Regions from separate parts of the Mus musculus genome. Here all the other regions are linked to region 1. The links are chromatin contacts, called in public promoter capture Hi-C maps. All regions are on one chromosome and are shown on one strand. Each heading gives the region's core, a stretch centred on a gene start, on an enhancer-like site or on the middle of the called end of the contact. The rest is flanking DNA. Distances are from core to core; before and after follow the strand shown.

What was found. Promoter capture Hi-C pulls out the DNA fragments that hold promoters and counts their contacts.
Region 2: a promoter capture Hi-C map of pre-B cells shows a contact between it and region 1, with 5 times the contacts expected there. The contact joins the promoter of Rab37 here to the promoter of Srsf2 in region 1. A contact is called at or near these places in 3 of 39 promoter capture datasets (liver and pre-B cells), 1 of 484 Hi-C or Micro-C datasets (CD8 T cells) and 1 of 9 other capture datasets (liver).
Region 3: a contact with region 1 is called in a promoter capture Hi-C map of pre-B cells, with 3 times the contacts expected there. The contact joins the promoter of Slc25a19 here to the promoter of Srsf2 in region 1. A contact is called at or near these places in 2 of 39 promoter capture datasets (erythroid cells and pre-B cells).

Annotation. Positions count from the first base shown.
Region 1 is chr11:116,851,812-116,854,419 of GRCm38.p6, reverse strand. It overlaps Srsf2 (serine and arginine-rich splicing factor 2), which reads left to right and starts at 1,326. Exons shown (of 3, transcript NM_011358.2): 1 at 1,326-1,852; 2 at 2,089-2,399. The coding sequence starts at 1,491. The coding sequence ends at 2,392. It overlaps Mfsd11 (major facilitator superfamily domain containing 11), which reads right to left and starts at 420. Exons shown (of 13, transcript NM_178620.4): 1 at 247-420. The coding sequence starts at 342.
Region 2 is chr11:115,152,860-115,155,467 of GRCm38.p6, reverse strand. Rab37 (RAB37, member RAS oncogene family) reads right to left here and starts at 1,290. Exons shown (of 9, transcript NM_021411.4): 1 at 1,177-1,290. The coding sequence starts at 1,269.
Region 3 is chr11:115,627,002-115,629,609 of GRCm38.p6, reverse strand. Slc25a19 (solute carrier family 25 (mitochondrial thiamine pyrophosphate carrier), member 19) reads left to right here and starts at 1,315. Exons shown (of 7, transcript NM_026071.3): 1 at 1,315-1,545.

The sequences.
Region 1 (2,608 bases), core at 77-2,576:
CATTCACAAAAATTAAAGTAACTATGGTCCATACTCAAATTGCAAGCCGCATCTGAGTATTAAACGAAAGTGTTTAACACCACGTAAACGCGAAATATCTGATACACAAAATTAAGAAAACGAGAAAGGGTAGGCTGAAAAACAGGAGGTGCAATCTTGGCGTGGTAGCGGACATAAACGTTTATTGTCACAGCTGGAATGCATTCAGACGGGCATTCAAAGGAAGGAGTACAGATTCCAACTCACCGCCACATTTCCACAAGTCTGAAAGGCGGTGAACATAAACATAAAGGCAACTCCTAAAATAACGATGTTGAAAAGCTTTTTAGACTCCGGGGACATTTTGGCTCCGCTTGCTCAGAGGCCAGCAGCGGCCCAGGACAGTCACCTCTTCTCCTCCAGTCGAACCCCCTGACAGCCCTGAGGGAAGAAACCAGATGAGAGAACCACGAAGCCAGACTGCCGATTTCCAATCTTGGGATGGGAATCGTGGGTTTAAGGGAAATCTCTCCCCACCGGTACAGTCGGGACCCTCCGGGGACGCGACCGAGTGCAGAGGAGACCCGGGGTCTACCCGCCGCAACTCCAGTTGCAGGGAACGGGATCCGGGGCAAGGACGAGCAGTAGCAGCTGCTGGGGCCCGCCCTCCCGGCCTGACTCACAGCAGATCACGAGACCGGTCAGCTGACCAGAGTCTGGTCGCAGCGCCCGCCGGGAAATGTAGTCCCGGCGCCCCGTGGGGGGAGGGGAGGGTACGGCCGCACGCTGTGGCTAGCGCGTACTTTAGGTCTACACTACCCGTCCCTTCGTAGAGAGCAAAGGCCCCGAGAAGTGAAACCAAGGCAGCGAGCCTCAGTCAGGAGCGGCGGGAGAGGGGAACGTGAGGTGGCCCCGGGACACAGAGAGGCAAAAGAGAGCGCAAGAACCGGCTCTGACAGGCGGGACTGAAGGCTGGGCGGAACGGCGCGTGGAGCCCGGGCATTGGCGTGGGGAAGGGGCGGGGCTCTGGTGGGGCGCGCTTCCTCTTTCTCCCTCCATAGAGCCTCGTTCTTCCCCTTCCCCGCGCTCTCGCGGACGCACCCACGGTAGAGCATTTGGCGGGCTTTCTAACTGCCTTCTCTGGCTGCTCCCCCGCCCCACCGCAGTGACTGCGCGCTTTCCGCCCGCCCGCCGCGCGGTGCGCAGGCGCACCTGGGAGGGGCGGGGCGCGCGGCGGCGACGTTACGCAACACGGCCGAATGGGCCAATCAGGAGATTCATTTCCGGGTGGCGCGGGCGCCATTTTGTAAGGGTGGGTATAAATGCGCGCTGGGGCCCGCCCGCTCGCTTAGTTGCTGCTCAGGCGTCCGTCAGGTTCGGGTGCTCTGCGGCGGCCTTGCGGCTCCCTCCCTACCCACGAGGACTGTAGCTACCGAGCGCCTGACGGAGCTGCGTTTCCGGAGAGCGAGGGCCTGTCCGGGGCGTTAGGGTCTCGGCGCCGCTTCGCAGCCATGAGCTACGGCCGCCCGCCTCCCGATGTGGAGGGCATGACCTCCCTCAAGGTGGACAACCTGACCTACCGCACCTCGCCCGACACCCTGAGGCGCGTCTTCGAGAAATACGGGCGCGTCGGCGACGTGTACATTCCGCGGGACCGCTACACCAAGGAGTCCCGGGGCTTCGCCTTCGTCCGGTTCCACGACAAGCGCGACGCCGAAGACGCCATGGACGCCATGGACGGGGCGGTGCTCGACGGCCGCGAGCTGCGGGTGCAGATGGCGCGCTACGGCCGCCCGCCCGACTCGCACCACAGCCGCCGGGGCCCGCCACCCCGTCGGTACGGCGGCGGCGGCTACGGGCGGCGGAGCCGCAGGTGAGCGGGGCCCGGGGCGGAGCGGGAGGCGGACGGGCACAAAGGTACGCGGAGCACGTGGAGCCAGCCCCTCCCTCGCGGCCGGGGTGGCAGCAGGGCCGGGCCACTCCGTGCGAGACCCCGCCTCGCGGCAAGGGAAATGGCGCCTGGCAGCCAGATAATGGCGGCGGGGCGGGCGGGGCGGGACCGGCGGCCTGCAAGCTCACCCTGTCGCTTCGTTCACGTCCCACTCGCAGCCCTCGGCGACGCCGGCGCAGCCGATCTCGAAGCCGGAGTCGGTCCAGGTCGCGAAGCCGCTCCCGCTACAGCCGCTCCAAGTCTCGGTCCCGCACTCGCTCGCGCTCCAGATCAACCTCCAAGTCCAGATCTGCCCGAAGATCCAAGTCCAAGTCCTCCTCCGTCTCCAGATCCCGCTCGAGGTCAAGGTCCAGGTCGCGATCGAGAAGCCCTCCGCCCGTGTCGAAGCGAGAGTCCAAGTCTAGGTCGCGGTCCAAGAGCCCACCCAAGTCTCCAGAAGAAGAGGGAGCAGTTTCTTCCTAAGAAAATGGTAATGTCTGCGGGAATCTGAGACACGCCCTAACTCCCGTGGGGTATGGAGTAGGTTTTTTGAGCCTTGTTAGCATAAAGACTCCTGGTGTTAAGAGTACTACTGCTCTGAAGTTACTCAGCTTTGGGAGTGATGCTGAAGAGGGGTCTGCAGAGAGGATTGTGTAAAGCTTAGATAGTAATGGCTGTTTCATGCTGTTTGAGACCTAT
Region 2 (2,608 bases), core at 41-2,540, 1.7 Mb after region 1:
CCTTGAGCAAATGATGCAGCCGGTCACCCAGCCCATCAAGTCCACCAAACACAAACAGCTGCTCAGCCTTGCCACCTCCTAGGTAAACAGCTCAGTTGTCCTGCAGGGCTAGGAGGTCAGGAGATCCCCATCAGCCTGGGGGTGGGGGCTGGCCATCAGCAACTCCCCTCCCCTGAGGACTTAGAGCCCCATTTCCTGCCACAAGCCCACACAGGACGCCTATCTCAACGTCTCTGGGTGGGTAGGCTGGCTGACTGGCTTCCCCTGAAACCCTAGGGGGTGGAGATGTGAAGCTCCTAGTGAGAGTGAGATCTGGTGTTTGAGAGGAACCAAGACCCTGAAAGAGGCAGGTACCCTTCAAGACCAGGCATCACTTCTACCTGGCATAGCTCTTACTTCTCTCTCCTAAACCCTGTAGAAAAATAGTGCAAGAGGCTGGCTGGCTCAGCATCTCTTTTTAGAGTTCCATGTACTTGCTTAAGCCAAGGACACCAATAAGAGAGGTGGTGACAGACATCCTTTTATTCAGGGCATTCCTGCAGAATGTATGCACCCCAGAGAGTTGCCTTTAAGGTCGTCGGGGGGCCGGGCGGGGGGAGGGGGAGAGTGGGCCATGGTCACTAATTGCCATGTTCTTTCTCAGCTTCTGAAAATTCCCAAGTGGACTTGTAGGCTGGCTACATGCAGCCTGGGGTGTTGGGAAGGAGCTGTGAGTCTATGTCTGGAGGCAGTGGGGAGGGGAAGGGTGGGATGTACCGCTGAGTGGGGACCCAAAGCACTGCACGCCTGTGACAGGTGTCACTTTTTGAGGCTTAGCTCAAAAAGGGCATTAACCTTGAGATGCCTCTGAAGGCGGGGATGCCCTGTCTGTGTCTTCAGAGAGTCCCTGTCTCCCAGTATTCCAAAGTGTGGCAGAAGGAACTGGGTTTTTGTTCCTAGGGTGGGGGAGTCTTAGTCTTTCAGATCTGCCTTACCCCATGCCCTCCGAGGTCAGCCTAGAACCCTAGAGACTGGGATGAGCCCAGGGGTTATGCCCCAGACCAGAGACCCAGCTGACACTTCCAGAAGAGGGGTGTAGACAGGGAAGGACAGGGTCCTAAGGCAAAGGACATCGGGAGGGATGTCCCTAAGTGCCGGCCTGGGGGGTCCCCAGCACTGAGCGCAGAGCCCACCCACCTTGCCGGTGAGATCGTAGTTCGGGCTGAAGGGCGGGGAGCGCTCAGGGGCCTCGCCATCCCCAGCGGTAGCAGCTCCTGGTGTGCCAGTCATGTCCCCGGACAGTCAGAGGTGAGCCCGGCTCGAAGCAAGCGAGGGAGAGCGAGGAACCGCCCTGCCCTAGGCTCCGCCCACTCCTCCCTCCCCATCCACCAACCGGCTCGGACCCTGATAGACTCCTCCCTCCGTCCCGCCATCCCCTCGACGACGCCAGCCAGGACGTCTGAGACTCGCAGAATGCACACCCTAGGGAGTGGCAGTCCCCCTGAGAGACATTAGCCTAGTTTAGTGCTCTTACAGCACGGAATGAGTCCTGCTACAGGACCAGCCCATTAAGGTCGCAGTGGTGAAGTTAGATTGCCATCGAGGCTGCGGACCCGGGAGACCCAGCTAGCTGCGGAAGGTGTGGGGCTTGGTTTCCTACTGCGGCAATGCAGTGGCCAGCAGGGCGCGCCCGAGCTCCAGCCAGTTGACAGTCCGGTACTTACCTGCAGGCAAGAAGCTGGGGACGTCCCTGAACAATGTTGGACAGGAAGTTGCATTCTGAGACTAGCACCCAAGCGGTTCTGATAGACCTCAGCTCATCTGAGCCTACTTTTTCACCGACACTCACCTTGGAGCGCACTGACCATCTGGGGAGCTCCTGGGTGGTGCTAACACTTGGAGCTCTTTGCCATGTTTCTCCCTCATTTGTTAGTCTAAGCCCCTGATGTCCTCCCACCACGGGAAGGTGAGCTCTTGAAGCCCATCTTTCCAAGGGGACAAGATAGGGCCAACATTATTCAGGGAAGGCCTAGGCCTAGCCACCGAGTGGGTGCCACAGGAATTCATGAAGTCGTGGGTCGTTTTGAGCTGTTTCTAGTACAGCCCAGGAACCCTGCAGCTCCGGATGACGGGGGATATGGAGAATCTGGGGTTGCACATACCAGGGTTCAGTAGCTTGTGGGCCAACTTTTCAACATCTCAACGCTGTATAGAAAGGAACAGGATGCGGGGACTGGATGCGGGGTGTAGGAAGGGGGTTGGGCCCCTCAACTTTTTAGGTGAGGGCAGTGAGGGCTGGCTTTGGGGTGACTATGACTTGGGAAATGGCTGTGTACATCAGCAGGAACTATTTCATGACAGCTGAGAGGAGATCCCGGAGCCTGGATGGAGGTGACTTTGTCGAGGTGGGAATTGGAGAGGGGTAGTGGCTTGCCCCTTGCTCACCGTCCACTGAAAACTAATGTTGTGGGGGTACATCGTGTCCCCCAAGAGATATGCTGAAGTCCTAGGCACTGGTACCCAAAATGTGTGTGGCCTTCCTTGGCAACAGGAACATTAGAGATGTAGGTTAGAACTGGGCCATACTGGAATAGGGGTTCCGTGATGGTTAATACTGATCATTAACTTG
Region 3 (2,608 bases), core at 66-2,565, 1.2 Mb after region 1:
CGCACGCCTTTAATCCCAGCACTCGGGAGGCAGAGGCAGGTGGATTTCTGAGTTCGAGGCCAGCCTGGTCAGAACTCAGAGTGAGTTCCAGGACAGCCAGGGCTGCACAGAGAAACCCTGTCTCGAAAAACCAAAAAAAAAAAATACAAAAAGGGGCTGGAGAGATGGCTCAACAAAAAGATGACGGCTTTTCCAAAGGTTCTGAGTTCAATTCCCACAACCACATGATAGTTCACAACCATCTGTAATGGGATCCGATGCCCTCTTCTGGTGTGTCTGAAGACAACTACAGTGCATTTATGTACATAAAATAAATAAATCTTTAAAAAAGATTAACTCTTTTTTTTTTTTTGGTTTTTTGAGACAGGGTTATATATATATATATGGTTATATATATATATGTATAGCCCTGGCTGTCCTGAAACTTACTTTGTAGATCAGGCTGGCCGCGAACTCAGAAATCCTCCTGCCTCTGCCTCCTGAGTGCTGGGATTAAAGGCGTGCGCCACCACGCCTGGCTAAGATTAACTCTTAAACTGTAACAAATAAACCACTGATTTAAAAACATGTAAGTAATGATACATTAAGAAGTTGCAGCAAATTACTTAGATCTCAGTTCAGATAAACTTTTTGTTTTAGAGGTCAGGGTCTCACGTAGCTTAGGCTGGCCTTGAACTCTGGGTTGATGTTGAACTACCGATCGTCCTTCCGGTGCTAAATTTCCTCCGGGGGTGTGTGTGTGTGTGTGTGTGTGTGTGTGTAGTTTCCTCCGGGTGTGTGTGTGTGTTTGTGTGTACAACTCCCTTAAAGGTTCTTATTCCTCCGTGTGTGTGTGTGTGTGTGTAGTTTCCTCCGGGTGTGTTTGTGTGTGTGTGTGTACAACTCCCTTAAAGGTTCTTATCCCAAAGAACCCATCTAACCCCGACCCGTGTGTGTGTGTGTGTGTGTGTGTGTGTGTGTGTGTGTGTGTGTGTGTGTGTACAACTCCCTTAAAGGTTCTTATCCCAAAGAACCCATCTAACCCCGACCCAACTCCAGTCCTTCAGGCTAATAATACCAGGCTTCCCGCCATCTTTTCCAAAGTTATATGACTTCTAAGACTACATTGATTTGGAAAATAAAAAATAAAAACTGGGTCAAGTTCAGCGAGCTCTAATATTCCATAGCCGCGCAGACTTCAGAGGATCGCGCCAATGAGAGGCCCTCTAGAAGGTCGTAAAAGCCAACTTCGCCATCCGCTCTTTTACGGCGTCGGAAATGCGCACGCAAGGCGCTGTGGTACTACACCTCCCAGGAGTCTCTGCAGCTTCTCAAGGGGGTGGGGCTTGGAAGCGGAAGACTACAGTACCTAGCGGTATCTGGACAGTGACATTGGGATGGGACCTTCGACGTACAACGATTCGTCCAGCGGCGGCCAAAAGCTGCACGGTGATTGGCCTAGCAGCCTGTCAGTTACTGGCAAGTGCTGTTAAGTTTTGCTGTTGGGCTACACTGAGAGGGAGGGAGAACTGAGCTTGAGGAGCCCGGACGGGCCTGAAGTGTCAGGTGAGTGGACCTCTGGCTTTGCTTTCTTCCCGGTACTCTCGGGGGCCGGTACCCCCACTCCGTGTGTCAGAACAGAGAAGGGCAGGTATCCACGTGGGGCGGGGACGGATGCTCACGAGGCACACCTGACCCCAGGAGCATCTTCAGAGACACGGAAGGCGAATCCCTCCCACCACCACTCACCATCGTAGGCGTTTGCACATGGGGTGTCCACTGCCCCGGACTCACGGAGACGCCCTCTCCACCCCACCCCATCCCCGGAAAGCCTGGACAGTGCACTCACGCGAGGCTGTCTGCAGAGCGCCTCAGCAGATCACATGGGCTCTCGGTTAGTCACCGAAGGACACCTGTCCACCCGACAGTGGAGTCTGAGGTAGAAAAGCTGCAGGGTGAAGAAACTCGCTTGCACCCCCATCACTGCCACTCAGGTCAGCAGCCGCCCTGTCTCAATCCTGCATTTATATTTATTTATATTATAAATCATTTTTTATCTGTTTAGATAGCAAGACTGTTAATGCACGAAGATTTTTGAATAAACAGGAGATTAATATTTCCCTTTATTTATTTTTGTTATTGGTTTGCGACCGTATAATCCTGGCTAGGCTCGAACTTGTTATGTTCTTAAGGGTGACCTTGAACTCTTGGTCCTCATGCCTCCCACCTCCCAAGTGCTGGAATTACAGACTACACTGCTGTGTTGGTTTTTGGAGACTGAACCCAGGGTACGTTAACAAATGTGATACTTTCCTCGCCTGGGTTGTAAAAATGTTTGTGTTTTTTAGTTTTCTTGAAGGCAAACACTTTTAAAGCTTTTTAGGTGTGTGTGACTTACTGGTTTTTATCACTTAACTTGATGAGCAGTTTGAGCCAGGCAGTCAGACGCCATCTCCTACTTCCCACAAGGGAAACCTGAGTTGGTATTTTATTTCATTTAAATGTCTTTTTACTTTTATTTTGCTGTAAATGAGTGTTTTCCCCGCATGCATGCCTGGGGCAGGAGAAAGAGTTTCGGATCCCCAGAGACTGGAATGACTGCTGTGAGCCTTCTTATGGGTACTAGGTC